Linked DNA regions of Anas platyrhynchos: region 2 is linked to region 1. Evidence: chromatin contacts called from public Hi-C data. All regions are on one chromosome and are shown on one strand. The core of a region is the stretch at or near the end of the contact, and the rest is flanking DNA. Distances in the headings are between cores, read along the strand shown. Region 1 holds the start of METTL14 (methyltransferase 14, N6-adenosine-methyltransferase non-catalytic subunit). Region 2 overlaps LOC110352036 (a long non-coding RNA gene).

Region 1 (3,843 bases), core at 384-2,883:
AAGGTCTCCTGCCTCTCAACACCCCCTTACGAGGAAGTTGTAGACTGCGATGAGGTCTCCCCTCAGCCTCCTCTTCTCCAGGCTGAACAGGCCCAGTGCCCTCAGCCGTTCCTCGTACGTCTTCCCCTCCAGGCCCTTCACCATCTTCGTAGCCCTCCTCTGGACACTCTCCAACAGTTTCATGTCCTTTTTATACTGTGGTGCCCAGAACTGCACACAGTACTCGAGGTGAGGCCGCACCAGCGCAGAGTAGAGCGGGACAATCACCTCCCTCGACCTACTAGCGATGCCGTGCTTGATGCACCCCAGGAAACATTAACGCGCTGCCTTTCACCCCGACTTCCACGTTTATCCGTGAGCGGCATGCTCCCACTTTGCTGCCCGCAGAGCGACCCCCCCCAGCCGTTTGCCAGCGTTACAAAGCACCGCGGGCTGCCTGCTGCCGGCGGGGGCAGGCCCGTACTGACCGGCACGTCTCCCTGGTCTCGGCGATCTCCCGCTGGTCATCCTTACTGTTCAGCACGGCGCCGATGCTGTCCGCGCTTTCGGCTCCCAGCTGGAGGAGAGGTGGCACAAGCTGACTCCCGGGTCACCGCCCCGAGGCCCTGCCGGTCCCCGCCGCCCCGCGCCCCGCTCCCAGCGCCAACGGCCGCCGCCGACCGTTAACGGCACGGCCGCACCTGGCGCTGCGCGTGGGGGGAGTGCGGGGCAGGGAAGGGGCGGGGCGGGCAGTGCCCGTCGGTACCTGCTGGGCCAGGAGCTGCCGGCGCAGCTTCTGCCGCTCGCGGATCTCCTGCAGGCGGCTGTTCATCCCCGCCGGGCCGCCCTGTGCCGCGCCGCGCCGCGCCGCGCCGCGCCGTGCCGCCGGGATCCCCACCGCGCGTCACTTCCACCCCCTCTGCCAATGGGGCAGCGCCGTGGCGGAGGAGCGGCCGCGGCCATGTCGGTTGAGGGCAGCGGGGCCTGGAAGCTGAGAGTCAGGGCGAGGCGGGCGGGAGAAGCCGCCTCCTGCCACCAGCGCCGCCCCCAGCACCGTGTCCCCAAGCACCGTGTCCCCAAGCACCGTGTCCCCAAGCACCGTGTCCCCAAGCACCGCGTCCAGCCTCTCCGTGAACACCCCCAGGGGCGGTGACTCCCCCACCTCCCTGGGCAATCCGCCCCAAGGCCTGCCTGCTCCTTCTGGGCAGAAATGGTTCCTCGTTGCCAGCCTGGCCCTCCCCTGGCACAGCTCGAGGCCGTTCCCTCTGCTCCTGGCACAGCTCCCTGTGAGCAGAGGCCGCCCCCAGCTCCCCACACCTTCCTTTCAGGCAGTTGCAGAGAGCAATGAGGTCTCCCCTGAGCCTCCTCTCCTCCAGCCCCAACACCCCCAGCTCCCTCAGCTGCTCCTCACAGGCCTTGTGCTCCAGGCCCCTCACCAGCTTCAGAGCCCTGCTCTGGACACGCCCCAGGGCCTCGATGATGGCTCTCTCATAATGATGGACCATTTTTACCTGGAATTGTTGGACCAAAAGATGTGGGCACCACGGCTGCACAGTGACCCTCAGCTCTGTTACACAGCGCGTGGTGTTCCTCTCCAGGTACCTTGGTGCCAGGAGCCATCCCAGTTCCACGATACAAGCCGGTCACTCTCCTTCCTGGATAGTATCCACACCAATGACATTATGCAGATCGCACGTGAAACAGAGACAGATACATGAGGAAAAGGAAATTAGAACCCTGCAGACTAATGCAGAAGCAACACTTCTAACATCCACGTTTCCCAGTGATTGCGTATCATAGGAAAATGATGGAGATTTTAACTGTTAAAAAAATCCCAAGAGGTGATTTATTATCTCCTTAGAGAATACATTACTAGCTACACTCTCCTATCTATGGAAATGGTATGGAAAAGGAAATGCCATCCCATACTATTGCACGCTTATTTGATACAGTTGGCTGTAATGAATACAGTGGAAGTGCCTGCACAGTAACAAAATCACTTCCTCCTGGATGTGATATGATGAAGGTAGTGTGAGCTTGCATTCCATTTTTAGAACTGGTTGCTAAGACAAGCTAATCTTTACAAACACTAATGGTTATAGAAAATGTTGTGCTATATACATACACTGCTTCCAAATTAAAAGCCTATATTTTTGCAGGACGTTCCTTGCCTTTATTTTCTGTGCACACCACACTTTTGGGCCTCTGAGCTTAGTCTGCAATCTGTGGTCTTTTTTTTTTGTTTTGTTTTTTTTTGTCCTTTTAAAATAATGATCAGGCCAAATTTTGCTCATCTGAAGTGAAGAAGAGCTACACACATGCATATACCATGCCATACTCCAATCTACAGGTATGAGCTTGATTACTGATACTGGTGTGTTTTCACTACATCATGATTTTCTATGGCCTTGAACCTTACCATGGAATCGTCAAAAAGAACTAATCAAATTGTCTAACTTATCCTCATCCTGATGCCATCCCTAACATTGTGTCAAACCCACAAACATGCAGTGCTAGAGATGCATCAACATACCTGGGCAATCCATGCCAGACTTCATGGTACTTAACAGTTAGATTTTTTTTTGCCTCCTCTGCAGTCTGAATATTTGTTGCTGGAATTTATAACTGCTACTTTTTATACAGACTACAAGAGAAATATACTTCATTCTGCTCACCACGAGCATTCAGAATTTGTTTCTCTTCTCCAACAGTCTATGCTGTCTGGGAAGACTGCTGCTGTATTTCTTGTCACTCTACTGTTTTGTGGACAGAGACTTCTGATCTCTTTCCCTCCTGCAGTCTCATCTGATCGAGTCAACTCTTTCTCAAATGGCTATTTACAAAATGAGGCATTCAGCTGCAATGCTGTAGGAAATACAGACCTGGTGTAGTATGCACTGTAGGCTCCAGACCTGTTCAGGAATATCAGTGCAGGTTTCCTCATTTTTGCAACAAATGATTTTGTTAAAGTTCATTCAGCTCTGATCCATTACCCAGATTTGCTCCTTCAGATTTAAGAAACCAACTGTTTTCTCATCCTCTTTTTGTTTAACTGGTTATTCCTGATTATCTTATCCTTCACTTCTCTCTACTGAACTGTATCCTATGTTTTTAATTATTTCTATTGTTGATACAATTCTAATCCTGTCTTCCATCACACTGGTATCTACTTCCAGCTTCTAGCAGACTTTCTATGCTACTTTGTTTAACCATTTATAGCACTATAAATTATTTATAGAACACTACCAAATAATGGTAGAATTTCAAAGCAATTTGGGATTTGTGTTTTATTGACATCTATTCAAGCCTAATCTATTCAATTTAGCAAAAAAAAAAAAAAAAATCTTGTTTATTTTGCGCCAGTACAAATGGTTATAAAAATTGAAGAGAAGTAGGCCCAAGTTGCTTATTTTATCACTATTCTCACCTTAATAATTCTTCACATTTCAAACCTCAAAATAATGCCCAACTCTATAAATTACTTAATTAAAAGCAGTTAATGATCCAAATAAATTAAATAAAAGAGAATGTTCCATCTTAGATCAGACAAACAGGAAATTGTTAGCATGGAATAATCATAGGCTCTTCCTATCGCATGCCCCTTTTCCCATGTTTCTAGTCAAGTACCTGGATCTATCTCCTTAAAAACATCTTTGAAAGTTGGCATCTTCAATTTTGGGGTCCATTTTGAATAAGCAAGTATATCCATAACAGCTGTGACTGTGGCTGTGCCTTAAGCTGTGTCTCTACAAAATGGCAAACCTGACCTTAAGAGCATATTGCAAAAGCACTACAGCCATGCACCTAGACAAACTCCCTAGGGTAGTTCACATTTTGTTTAAAAATCTCTTAGCCCGACAGAGG
Region 2 (3,843 bases), core at 439-2,938, 55 kb after region 1:
CTACAACCTCAGCTGTCTTATTTCTGGAAAAAAAATAACTACAGCACCATAAAGACTTATATTTAACAAGAAATCAGTCCTGAATAAATACTCTCTACCCTTTTTTGGTGTTAGAACAGGACTTTCATACTTTCAAGTGCTACAATATTTATAGTAAAAAAAAAAATAATGCTGTTATGATTTCAGATTTGCAATTACAGAACATTACTTACCATATATTAGAAGGCTAAAACAATTAGGCTGATGCAGCAGATAGGAGAACAAGAAACTCTGCATGAAATCAGTAAGCTAGTGGTAACAAAAAAGTTGGATTTTTTTTGTGCTGAGTAACAGCACATGCAGTTAGCTAAGGTATTAAGACTTCAGACCTACCCCATCCAAACTATGTACCTTCTCACATGCAGCAAGTCCTATTCCATTTATTTTCCATAGAAAACAGAAGCTGATCACAATTTCCTGCAAATATAACAAAGCAAGGATGAACAAATTCAAAAAGAAGCTTGTATTTACCTTTGCAAAGGAAAAAGACCGGGTTGGGTACAAGGTGGAGAGGTGTGAACTGCTGGATGTAACTGCAGATGGAGCAGGGTGCAGAAAAGTAAGTAGCATCTATGAAGGTAAGAGCTAAAATGCAAGATGAATGGATGGGAAAAATAGAAAAACAGTTGTTTGGGAATTAAATTTTAGGAGAAATCCTGAAAAACAAGCCATCCTAAACCACAGAGAAACGAAAAAGCTGCTTCATGTAAGAATACCTCTGTCATTACTTCAGTAACGAAGAAAACAGATTTTAACTACCGTCTGTGCAGGGGACTGCATGCTTGTAGAAAGTTTCTACCACTGGAAAGGCTACATAATCTCTCTAAGAGCTCTCACAAGAGATACTTGCAATAAACATCAGAGTTCAAACTCTTCTATTTGACCATAACCCTGAAAAAAAAAATAAAAATCCTCCCTTGATTGAAACCCACTGTGTAAATCCTAAATATACAGCAAAGGAGCTCCAAACTAGATGTTCACATATCTGACCTGGAGGCCGGGTGAAGCCATCAGGCTTGTTACTTCAGCCTGTGTCCTGCCTGCCACAACCTGTTCCCAAGAATCTTAAAGCTACTTCCCCCAATGATGAGACTCAGGTGGAAATCCCAGTGACTCGTGATTTGGCTCCCACAGGGAACTGACAGGAGAGCTGCATGGCCCTCCTGTGACTTACAAGCACTAATGCAAAAGGATCCTCAGTTACAGGAGCCAGAGAGATCGGTTTTCAAAGGGCAACTAATTAAAAAACAACTTATTATACACTGAAACTGATGAAACATTGATCAAAAAAAGGCAGCTATTGCCTGGTAAGAGGAGATACGAAAGGCTTTTTTGGATAACACACAGACAGCCACGAGCATGCCATAGCTAAAGGCTGCCACCAGAAGGCCTAAACTTAGCACTTCAGCAAACTTGAAAGAAAATGCTTCTCTACAGACCTTCATGCTATTTTCTTACATTTTGTACTCTTTATTAATACTGTTTAATGCCTTTCACATCCCTGGAGTAACTGATCTCCAACCCTACTCCTGCTTCTTCCTATTTTGTTTGCCTACATCTGGCTTTTTCCATGGAATCAAAGCCAGTCACAGAAAACAGACCTCAAAACCTGAGCAAACCATTTCACATGATGGGTCCCTGACAGACCAGCCATCCCAACTGCACCTGGGGTTGTAGCACCTTGCTGCCCTCACCTCGTTCTGGACATAGCTGCAGCCCTCTCTTGGCCACCAGCAACCTAGCATTTTCTTGTTCAAGATAACCAAGTAACTGCCCTTTTAGAACAGCTTGGCTAGCTTCTTTTAGGAAAGCACACGTTAATGCAGAAGTCCACTTTCAGATAAGAGGAAATTCACAGTACATGCTCGTGATTATCAGCTACCAGATTTGGCAGTCACAGATTTGTAATCCTACATAGGAAATATTATATGATAGGGTTGTATGCAGAGCTGCTTGAAAGAGAAGTAACCACACACCACCAATTAAACAGGTGTAGTAACACTTATAGCTCCACACAGAATATACATTCAGCTTTATTTTGTCATCAATGGCAGTACTAAAAAAAATTTCCTATGATGACAGCTCCCTGGTCTTCCTACCAGACTTTCCTATTCCAAAACTTCACTAAGTCATTTCCTGAGATCTAATCCACGTTGTAATTTAAATCTGCAACTCCCCTCACATCCACTTCAAATAGGATTTTATTACTCCCTCAGTCATCAACTACACTAGATTTACTGCAGTGCCTACCTGATCTCAGTTCTAGCTTGATGTCCTCCCTCCCCCCCCATCGTTTCCATTCTTTCAGAGCCATCCACTTCAATTTTTCAGTTTGGAATGATTTGCAAAGGATTTCCTTACTAACAAAGATATTCCACAGGAAGTTCTAACTGGCAGAGAACTGCAATTATCTACAACTAAGTTTGCTTACACATTTCGGAAGTGAAAGCTTGATCTTGTCCCATTCTTTAAACCACATTAGGTAAAACATCCCTCAACAACTAGAACTGAGCTATTGGTTATGTTCAAAATACTTGTCCTCCCCTGCAGCAGTAATGTCTGATTAAGACCATGTGGCCTGTGGAATGTTTCCCAGACAGAATCAGTCAGTCACTACTTTGGCCTGAAACCACACAGAGCTGCAAATACAAGGCCCAGCTACCAAGATGTGTATCCACACAACAAGCACGTTTAGCCATGCATCAGTGATTCCCAAGTTCGTAGGCAAGTCTAGTCTTTGTTATCAGTACACTTATAAGGAAGAAGCGACACTTTCAGTGAATCTCAATGTCTTTTTATTGACTCATTAATACATTTGAATGCATCACAATCGCATATATTGAAATTAAGACTGTGGATGTTCACATGCATTTTCTAGACTTCCCAAACTTACCTTTGTCTTTTGGACTACACGTATACTCCTTGAGACCTTTCTAAGGCAGTTTATTTAGCAGCAGAAAAGCAGCCATCAAAAGGTGCACATCATCAGATTTAAAAATACTGCAGTACGGTCAGCCATGTGACAGCATAGCCACTGAACAACTGAGAGATTGTAATAGCTTAAAATTTAGAGATGGCCCTAAGGCAGGAGCAGACAAATTTTGGAAGGCAGCACAGAAAAAAAACATAGTTGGGATAAGGTTAATGTAATTTGTGGACGAAGCTGTCCTGTTCCGATTGCTCGTGGAGTAGTTTGTGATTCACCCACAGTGAGATTAAGACACAAACAAGGTCAAATGTTGTCTACCAGATTACTTTTATATGTGGATCAAAAGAGAAGTGGTAGTTAAGAAAAAATTAATAGAAAAAGTATGGAAATAAAAGCAAAGGGATCTTACAGATTGCAAGTGATGGTCACCACCATAGCATCCCATTGATCTGCTGTCTTCAGTGATCTGGTGTGGAGGGTCCCTAATGTCTTGCAAAAGTACTGTCTTTTATAGTGTTCCCTTGTGCTTTTTTCCCATCTGGTTTCCAGGGTAAATGGCATATAGCCAGTTCATCGCCATGCATATTCTTGATAAGATCAGAAAGCACACACAGTAACCCTGTGTATATACGATTGGTCAAGACCGCTCTTACCAGGCGGGGAGAACCCTGCTATCTCGTGGTTAGCACGTGCTGTACTACCATTTTCCTCCTGCCCACACATGGTACTGCCCTTCAGCAGGGGTCCTCAGTGGCTGTGCACCCCCATAAGGGTAGGTGAACATAAGTTAACCTGACCAATATGCCTGTGCGCTTGCTTGTTATGCTAGCAGCTTTTGTCAAGTAATTTCCTGTTCCTCCATGAGTTTTGTGGCC

The links. Hi-C and Micro-C count contacts between places; a contact is called where the count stands out from the background.
Region 2: a Hi-C map of liver shows a contact between it and region 1, with 2.1 times the contacts expected there. The contact joins the enhancer-like site here to the promoter of METTL14 in region 1. A contact is called at or near these places in 3 of 8 Hi-C or Micro-C datasets (F1 follicle, liver and small yellow follicle).

What each region holds. Positions count from the first base shown.
Region 1 is chr4:4,222,369-4,226,211 of IASCAAS_PekinDuck_T2T, forward strand. METTL14 (methyltransferase 14, N6-adenosine-methyltransferase non-catalytic subunit) reads right to left here and starts at 1,634. Exons shown (of 12, transcript XM_038178989.2): 1 at 1,491-1,634; 2 at 746-963; 3 at 468-556. The coding sequence starts at 811.
Region 2 is chr4:4,277,618-4,281,460 of IASCAAS_PekinDuck_T2T, forward strand. LOC110352036 (a long non-coding RNA gene) reads right to left here. Exons shown (of 2, transcript XR_011808761.1): 2 at 2,818-3,843. Among named protein-coding and RNA genes, the nearest start is that of PRSS12, 41 kb to the left of the region's middle. Within about 2 kb of position 1,689, at least 1 of the 8 cell types and tissues checked has an H3K27ac peak or open chromatin away from gene starts, as enhancers often do.